Linked DNA regions of Mus musculus: region 2 is linked to region 1. A link is a contact called in public Hi-C data. All regions are on one chromosome and are shown on one strand. The core of a region is the stretch at or near the end of the contact, and the rest is flanking DNA. Distances in the headings are between cores, read along the strand shown. Region 1 has its middle 94 kb from the start of Gm31894. Region 2 overlaps Plxna4 (plexin A4).

Region 1 (4,831 bases), core at 1,415-3,914:
TAGAGAGAGTGACATAGATGTCTAATTTAGGGCTGAGAGCTCACCAGTCACTTGCTCCCCACACTTGGATCAGCTGTGAGTGTCGCCCTGACTGCCAGTTACCAGGAGCAGCGTGTTCTTTTAAGCAGCTTTAAATAATTTCCTTTTGACTCGCAGATATGATTAGTTCCCTTCACAAATCCTTCCTCTGAGAGAGGGGAGGTGTACGGCCAAAGTTTACTTGTCTGAATTATTTCTTATTCCGAAAGAGTAGGTTCCAAATCAACGCTACTGACTGCTCTATTCAGTCAGCTCAAGGACGGCCAGTAGGTGAACAAAAATCAATGGAGAGCAAGTCTCAGAAGTGTCAGAGAAGGGCAAACATATTTGACAAAAAAAATAGGTGAGGCTTGAACAGTGAGGGTTGTTTGCCTCTGCTGCTCATATACTAGTTCTAAAGGTGGTATCAGAGGTCAAGTTCAAGCACAGCTCCCAGTAATAGTAAACATAGAACCGGCAGCCAAAAGCCCACAGAGCTGCTTCAGGACCAACCCTCATGGAAACGCCCCAATTCCACCTGTTACGGTTTTTCAAAAGGCTTGTTGCCTGGAAAAGCACAGAAGGTCCTCAACTTACCAGGGTTTGACAGGATTTTTCAATGTTACAGTGGTGCTGAAGTGACATGCATCAAGCAGCAATTGTATTGTGAATATTGAATTACCATCTGTTGCCAGGCTAGCAGCGATTTGAGCTATGCGGCTCTCTTCAAATGCTGGGCAGTAGCGGAGAGCTGCAGGTTCCAGTCAGTCACGTGACCATAAGGGGAACAACTGGGACCTCTCGGTGCACTATGTTCATGAGTTTGGATGGTCCACAGATGAGATGTATTGGCTTATCAGGGTACAAAGCTGTCGTAATTTGAGGGGCATCTGTACTGAGATCTAGACGGTGTTTTTAGAGTCCCTTTCCAGTAATGGTACTTTAGCTTCTATATTTAAGTGCATATATGAGTGATTTGATCAATTTTCTGCTTACTTCAAACTTTATGAGGTACATAGGTGGATGAAAGATGGAGAGCCACATGAGGATGGAGGACAAGCATAAATAAACAAGGGTTGATGTACTCTGAGGAAACGGCCACAGGGTTGTATTGGTTACCGTTCTTTATGCTGTGACGAAATACCACACAGAAAGCATCTTGGGAGACAAAGGGTTCTCTTTGCCTCACTGCTGCCTCACAGGAGGGAAGAACATCAGAAGTGTGAGGCAACCAGTCACATCTTGTTTGCAGTCACAGAGTGGGAGAAAGAGTGGCCAGGCTATCAAACCCCACCGATTCCACTGATTCATGTTCTACAGTGAGGTTCCATCTTCTAAAGGTCCCACAACCTTCCAACCTTTAGGCTAGGAACCAAGTGGGGTATGTGTTGTATCAAAACTACAACAAAGGTAAAATTCTGGATTGAACCTGTGGTATAGGGCAAGCTCTGTCCCCCCCCCCCCCCCCAGTCACATCCCCTGGACAGCACACCTTTCAGATTAACGATGAATTACCTATTCAGTACCATTTATTTCCTCTGTGGTGACCCAATGCCAAATCTCTCTTGTTGAACTTTTCTCCCTGTTGCTTTGAGAAATCCAGTGGGACGTACCAAAGACGTAAGTCTGGTTAAACTATTAGAAAAGCCCAATTTTCTGTTCAGGTCCACGTCTCCACTAGAATTGGATCTTCTCATAGCTCTCTCATTGACATTCCTCTGCCTGTAGCATCCCTGCCCATAGGCGATGTCCTCTCCCATGCTGTCCATGAAGTGCTTAGCACAGCTACTAAATATGCTTTTTGTGTGTTTTTTTTAAAGGCTTGGTATAGTCATTTGCCTAGAAAAATATACAAGGCCTTCAATTTACGATAGTTTGACTTTCCAGCTTTACCATGGTGCAACAGCAACTATACATCAAGCAGACATTGCATTTTATACGGTGAATTTATATTTCTCCCCAGGCGGTTGTCATGAGCTGTGGGCCCTTTGTGCAAAGCTGTACATCTGTAACTGCCCGGTGGGCCTTGATTGTACACACTGTTGTTCTACTCTAAAGTTCCCAACTTTGTCCTTGGCTGAGATTCATTCATTTGTTCAGAAAATGCATTCTAAACACCTACTGTGTGCCAAGGATGTGTGCTAAGAATCTACAGGAACAGGATGCCATCCCTGCTCACAAGCTGCTTGACTGAGAGAGAGCCAGACATGTAAACAAATAATTAGAGCACAGTGTAATTAGTGCTAATGGAGGCATGGGCAAAGAGCTGTGGGGCATGAAGGAGGAACAACTACCTCAGCCGCAGTCTCAAGACTCCAGCTGTGCTAAGGCAGTCAATGCCTTTGTTTTACTCGCAAAATAGAAACATTGCCCAAAAGTGATATCACATGAGCCCAGTGTTCATCACACCTAGAAACACATCCCCATCCTGGAGTGGACAATGACAGTCCTGTTCCCAGGGGCTCTTCCATGGACCCCAACTGTTAAACAGCCTGGGTACTATTTGATTTGGCCACACCTATGGTGGGTTTCGTAGTAGCTGTGGGTGAATTCCTGCATCTCACTAGGATATTTCTTGGTGCCTTTCCCTCACAGCCTGCAGCAGTTTGGGCTGTCTGACTGTTACCATGGTAACAGGAATCTCTTCCCATCTTCCACAAGTGCATGGTGCTTCTTTGCTGGGGAGTGTGGGTCCTTGACCAGCACCCCAGCTCAGCTATAGGCTCCAGGTCATCTTTTCTGGGCTGTATCAAGGTCTTTATTTATTCCAGGCATCAACAGCATCTTGGGAACAAGTGGAGTCCCTTGTCCAGGCCTCACCCCCACAACCCCCACCCCCATTAGCTATCGATTCTAATGAGCTAACCAGTGGCTCAGAGCGAATGAGACTGAGGAGGTCCTGAATATCCAGGTTGTCATCTGCCAAGAAGAAAATGGTCACATGGGAGATATGAGCTGGGAGCTGGCTCTGGACAGATTATTGTGGTAAGTGGGGGGAGTAGTGAGTGGCAGAGCCTTGTGTGAATTCTGAATAAGAATACTAGAGATGAACAGGCTGAGAATAGAAGTATAGAGGACATATTTGGTGACAAAATTGTGCAAAAGAAGCAGAAGATGGGGTCCACAGAGTCCCTTGGCAGCTTTCACTTCTACCCTTGGGATAATGGATGTCAGGAAGAGAAAAGGCCTCCTGCATCTTTCCTCCTGTCTGCTCATTGCCTAAATCTTCCTGAGGATGAAATGGCTCTGTCCAAGGAGGCGAGCTCTGAGGCAGTACAGATTATAAGTGATGGTCACATGGTCTACAGGTGAGCAGTCAAGGATGGGAGGTTTCTGGGGTCCCTTCCACATCTCACCAGCAACCAGGTTCAATGGGTGTTTATCATATTTACCCTGGGGTGTTTATGATAAATATTTATCCTTACTGGTGAGATGAGGAATGGAGATGGAGTGTTTTCCAGAGCTCTGTCTCCCAACTTCTTTTCTAAACCTGACTTTAAATTCATGACAACTAGCTTTGTGGGATTAGGTGTATCTTACTATTCTCAGCCACCCCATGAATTAATCATAAGAGGTTGCTTACAAAGGTAGAGACTTGGAAAGGGATTTCCAAAAGTTACCAAGGACTTAGGAGCAGGGTCAAGATGGATGCCAATATTGAGAAGTCCCATCCAGCCACCATGCACTCAAGCCCTTTCCTGTCCAGGGAGCTTCTTTGGGGTGAGATAGATGATGCCCAGAGAGAGGCTGTCAATTAGCAACAGGAGGCATAGCAGAAACAGAACAGAGCTAAAGTAAGCAGGGCTTCCAGAAATTAAGAACAACCACAGAGCCATGGCTGTCAGAAGTTCTCAACTTTTGGGCTTCCTTGTTCTGTAAACACAGAGGCTCTAAATGCCAGGTGGAGAGATCTCACTGGTTCTGCAAAGGTGATTTGTGTGAATGGATATGGGTGGGGTGTGAGCTAGATAATAAAAATGTCTAATAAATCTTAGCTGGCTTCCCTTCAAAGTCTTAGAGCATGAGAAACAAGGGCCTGGCCACTAGGTTCGCTTAGCCTTGCATCCAAGCTGCAAATCGAGCAGGCAGAATGTTTCTGGGGAAATTGGAATCCAATATCAAATAAGATCTTGCCGATATAATTCTTGATTAAGCCCCCTGGAGAATAATGTATCCAATGGGACAACCTAATAAGCCCCACCATCATCTCCACATGCCATAAAAGCCCTGTGTTCTTACAATCATCTCTTCTACTTCAACTTCAGTGGGAGTAATGGCTGCAGATTTGAAACCATGCCATGTATATTATATGGTGGACTCTACAGCTTTCTACATGGAAAAGTCTAGAAATTTTCATGCTAGCCTAATCTTTGTCTCCAAGTCAACTGTGACGCTAGAAAAGCTTGGAGCACCCCACTGTGTATCTCCAGGGGCTCAGGTGAATTTGTGCCATCTTCAACTGGGTCAGGTGGGAAGGAGAATATGGTCTTTTCTATTTCCATGAGGAGTCATGACTTGAGCCTGATCTTCGTTCACCTGTATGATGGGGATGGATAGAAGAACTTACCTTAGGCATCAAGCAGGTGACCCATCTTGTCTCTAGGTTTTCTCTTAGAATTTAAGAGAAGCCAGAGACCACAGGCAAGCTTCATCAGTGACCCCTTCAGAGTTAGGATTCCAGCTCAGATCAGCCTATCCTAACACGAGTAAGACCCAAAGCCTCTAGGGAAACAGACAAAGAGAGTCAATGATCAGAGCAGAGCAAAGATGGACATGACAGAGTGTGGTCTTAGACCACACAGGGCACTTGGCC
Region 2 (4,831 bases), core at 1,620-4,119, 530 kb after region 1:
CAACAACATATGAAGACAGATGTATGTGAAGATATGTACACATCCTACATATATGCATATACACAAATATTGATACACATTTGTATTATACACATAACATTCTTAGAACCACATGGAAACCCCTCCCATTCACCTCAGGCGACATGTTTGCTAAGGATGTTGGTGAGAGAGTGAGAGGCATTTTCTGCTGCTCAAACTGCTTGTAGAATCAACCCTTTGCAAACCACTGGTGAAGGTTCAATTTCTGAAGTCAGAGTCACGTGATAGGCAACCAGCCAAAGTTTGTGTCAGTAATTCTTTCTCTTCTCTTCTCCTTTTTAAGTTCCTAAGCAGTTGCTCTTTCATATACAAGCACACATACACACACACACACACACACACACACACACACACACACACCACCTCTCATGGACTTCTACGCCCTGCTGACTCGGGGATTACCCAGGTGAGAAACATCTGGTTTCTAGCCCTCGAAACTGTCTTAACATGGAATGAGCAGTACAGTTCTGTCTGAGGCTTTATGAGATTAGGATAAATGCATTTGGCTGGCTAATTGGAAAACCTTACTCTGTGTGTGCATGCAGATGGATCCGTCTGTGTGGGTTTGTGCCATGCTGTCACAGATATATATTTATCTTCGTAGTGGGGTCATCTGCACACTCCAAACTGCCCACAAGTAAGGCAGCCAAGAATCTACTGAGCTTCAACCTGCAAGAAAACAACAGACTCTCCGGATTTTAGCCTTACTTTACCTTTCCTAGGGCTGTATGAGGATATATGTTGTTAGAGCTATACCCTTAAGCCTCCTGAAGTGGGATGGCTCTCAGTCCTTAGAAGCTGTTGCCTTTCAGTGAAGAAGTCAATCACTCCAGACCAGCACAACGCAGCAAACAGCACATAAAAACAACTTTGGGTAGGACTCTCACTCCATGCCCACTGCTGGGTAAAGCATATGTACTGTTTTTAAACTCACCACCCTGAAACCGCTTAAAAGAGCCTGACAGGTAATTTATTCTGTGGCAAAGGATAGCAATTTCATTGTCCAGAGACAAGAGACCCAAATGCATTGGAAAATCTGTACACTCATGGAACATGGGTTTAATGAGATAACAATTCCAAGGGTGTGTGCTCGTAATTCTTTCTGATCGCCCATCCCATTCCCAAAGCTTCCAGGCAAATGTTTTTCCACAGTTTCCTTTGTAAAAGGCCCTCCAATGGACCTCCACAGAATAAATCAAATATTTCAGCATGAACAGTGATTACTGGGTCCTTCTTTGTGGAAAAAGCTAACTGCACAGGGGTCAGGGAACAGAGGCTGCTGTGGGACTTTTGTCTCTAAATAGGATTTTTTTTAAAAATTGTATCAGACTCTTTGTAGTGACCCTACCCGGATTTATGGGGTTTGGGGCAGACACCTGAGGCAGCCAGGAGCAACAAGCAAAGGGGACTGATACAAGGGACAATACTTGCTTCTGGAAGTAGAGTTCAATGTCACTATGAACTTCTTTTCCCAAAGTATGCTGACAGCTATTCTCATATTTAATTCGTTAAAAATTTGTTCTTGATAAACAGTCCGTTGTGTGCATGTGTAAATGTGCCAAGCCTGGGAGTAGTACAGACACACATTCCTCAATCCTAGAATAGCAATAGAGGCTGGAGTCTTGACTCATTCCAGCAATAACCCATGCACATGGCCCCAGTCTCATAGTGTGTTCTCATCTATAACAGAGGCAGGGCCTAAGTCTCTCGATGGGGCTTCACTCTCACCTCTGACAATATCCGCCCCATGACACTGCACATCACTTGAATTGTAGGCTAACGGATAAGATCTTGGCTGGATTGTTTGCTTCCATTTTCTGTATTTCAGAACGCTGAGCTTCATGGTGGGCTAGGAGCTGACAGGGTCATGGTTAACACTTCTGAATTTGCACAGTCTTCCATGGATGCTTATTAAATTGAGTTGAGAATAACAAGAAAACGCTCGCGGCTCCTGCTTCCATCCCCTAGCTGGGAGAGCACTGTTCTTGGAAATCCAGTCCACTGCACACGGGGCTCAAGGTTGTAGGCTACGGCATTTCCACGCGCTCGTTCCACGAAGCTCTCAGCTTTTTGAGGATAGTAATGAATGAGATCCTTTTTAAAGCTCTTCTTTGAGAGTTTATTTCATATCTTTTTATATTTCATATCATATTTGTATAAAAATATCCTGGCTCTAACACAGCACAAAAAAACCCTATTCAGTCAAGTAACACTCTTTATTGCTTTGGCTCTAGTCAGAGAATCTATAAAAGAATGGTCTACCCAAGGCCAGCAAACGCTGAGTGTCAGAGAAGGATCGTTCCAAAGGCGATGCAACCTAGCAAGGACAGAGGCATGTCAAGGCTCCATCCAGGACAAGGAGTGCCAATGCTCCAGGAAGTGACATGCCATCAAAGCTTCTAGTGAAGACGCATGTCAGAGTGATGCTTCTGCTCCTGGACTCCTCTATCAATAGATCACAGGTAAGAGAACATCCTACTATTTGAGGCTGGGGGAGAGTCAGAGATTCACTCTCCCTTTGCAGAGCCCCAGCCCCTCCACTGTCATGTTTGTCCTTCAGGGTTGCCTGGGTGACACAGAGACCAAAGAGAAGATGAATCCAGCTTGGAAAGGACAAAGTCAAAGGTCTGTCAGGGGCAAACAGGAGCGCTTAGTGTCACTGGCCTGGATTTTGGTGCCTAGGGCCACAGAGTTTGCAGAGGACAATAGCTGCTAAGACTGCAGGTGCAAATGATATTGACTGTCAGCAAGCAGAGAAAGGATGGAGATGGGGCCTGGAAAGAGAGAGGGAACATCCCAGTCTCCAACCCATTCTTCCAAGACCTAACAGATGTCCTTCCCTCCCCCTGTCTTTCTGGGAATGCCTCAAGTGCTGGCTTTCTCAAATGGGCAACTTTCCCTGCCACCTACATTCTCTTTCTAGATTCCAACTTGCTGCTTCCACAAGGCATCTTTCCTCTTCCTCCTCCTCCTCCTGTTCCCCCTCCTCCTCCTCTTCTTCCTCCTCTTCCTCCTCCTCCTTCTCCTCCTCCTCTTCTTCTCCTTCTTCTCCTTCTTCTTCATCTTCTTTTCAACGCTGCCCTTTGTTGTCATTCCATGCCCCTAGCATCTAGAAAATACTTATAAAGTGTGCCCTATGGATCAGGTCCTACCTGAAGTATATAGAATAATGACTAAGAACAGCTCTAGACTTTCATAGGTCAGCCTCACAAATGGATGTTAAAAAAAATGTGGTTAATCATGGAACCCAGTTTCCCTAACAAGTGATGCTCTGCCTGCTGAATTTTCTATGTGCCTTCTTTTGATGTACCTTGCCATGGTATGACAGACGTAAAGGTATAGGCTGTTGCACCAAGTAAGGCATCATCAACTGGCCTGCCATTGCTAGAGCAGTGGTCTTCAACTTTCCTAATGCTGTAACCTTTTGATATAGTTCCTCTTGATGAGGTGACCACCAACCATAAAATTATTTTTTGTTGCTACTTCATTAACTGTAATTTTGCTACTGTAATGAATCATAATGTAAATATTTGTGTTTTCCAATGGTCTTAGGTGACCTCTGTGAAAGGGTCATTCAACCCCCAAGGGGGTTGCCACCCACAGCTTAAGAATCATGAGAGGAAGGGCCAGGTCTGTTTGCTGGGCCTGCGCTGCAGTCCCATGACTCTAAAGGTCTCGCTGTCTTTTTTCTGCAAAGAAGCCTGACCAGCTGTATCCCGCAGTCACAGGCCAGTGGTCCTCACAGCGAGATTTGTCCGACATTTCATATTTTCTTTCTTCCCAGGTCCAGATCCTGTCAAGTCTGTGGAGGAACAGGAAGCCATGCCCAGCAGGAAGGTGTTGCTTTGCTGATGCCCTGTGCTTCTCCCTTCACTGTGGCTGTGTTTTGACAGCAAAGGCTAATCCCACTGGCCGTGAGTTAGTCATAGCTTTGATGACTATGACAAGATACCTGGGAAAACGACTGGAAGGGGAAAGGTTTACTTTGGCTGATGTTTTCAGAGGTCAAAGCTCGGCTGACTGGCTGGCTGCATTGTTTCTGGACCTACAGTACAGCAGACCAGCATGGTGGAAGGGCATGGCAAAACAGACATTTTTACCTCCACAGCATCCAGGCAGCAGAGAGAATGACAGGAAACAGTTAGGGACAAAATACAAGACCTGAGAATATGTTCCTAGTGACCCACTTCCTCCTATCAGGCCCCACTTCCTACATCTCTATCACTTTCAAATAATGTAATTAAGATATGAACCCATCCACAGATCGAGCCAGGAATGAAGGCCAAGCCCCAGTGATCCAGTCACCTATCCATGGTGCCATCAGTTGGAGAACAAGCCTTTAGCGCATGAACTTTTTAAAGGGACACGTCACATTGCAAACTATAAGTGGGTCTATTTTTTTTCTTATATCTCAATTTTGGGGAAAACGTTGCTGTGTACTGAACTGCTTGCAGTTGGGGGGTTGCAAAGTCCCAAGCCTGTGTAAGGAGAAAACAAACTACTGAAGGTCTAAATCAATAGAACAATCTTCTCAGGGCCCAATTGCACCATCATTCTGCGGATTCCTTCTTCCTTTAGAGTATTAGACAACCCAACAGTTCCACAACCATGATCCCCATGCCCTCTTCTCTTGGCTGTCTCTAGATTTACAGATGCAGCCAGCCAGCCGTCTTTTTCCCGCTGCACATATCACCAACATCTCCACTAGCTGTTGTTTCTGGTCATGACACTGTTGCCCCATGTCCCTGGGCTCAGCCTGCCTTTATGTACGTCCTTAGTTAACCTGCTTTTT

The links. Hi-C and Micro-C count contacts between places; a contact is called where the count stands out from the background.
Region 2: a contact with region 1 is called in a Hi-C map of cortical neurons, with 2.4 times the contacts expected there. The contact joins two enhancer-like sites. A contact is called at or near these places in 2 of 484 Hi-C or Micro-C datasets (adipose-derived mesenchymal stem cells and cortical neurons).

What each region holds. Positions count from the first base shown.
Region 1 is chr6:31,921,892-31,926,722 of GRCm38.p6, forward strand. No RefSeq gene overlaps it. Among named protein-coding and RNA genes, the nearest start is that of Gm31894, 94 kb to the right of the region's middle. Within about 2 kb of position 2,665, at least 21 of the 459 cell types and tissues checked have an H3K27ac peak or open chromatin away from gene starts, as enhancers often do. A contact at or near this core is called in cortical neurons, where this site is marked.
Region 2 is chr6:32,449,157-32,453,987 of GRCm38.p6, forward strand. All of the region lies in intron 3 of Plxna4 (plexin A4), which reads right to left. Among named protein-coding and RNA genes, the nearest start is that of Plxna4os1, 60 kb to the right of the region's middle. Within about 2 kb of position 2,870, at least 4 of the 459 cell types and tissues checked have an H3K27ac peak or open chromatin away from gene starts, as enhancers often do. A contact at or near this core is called in cortical neurons, where this site is marked.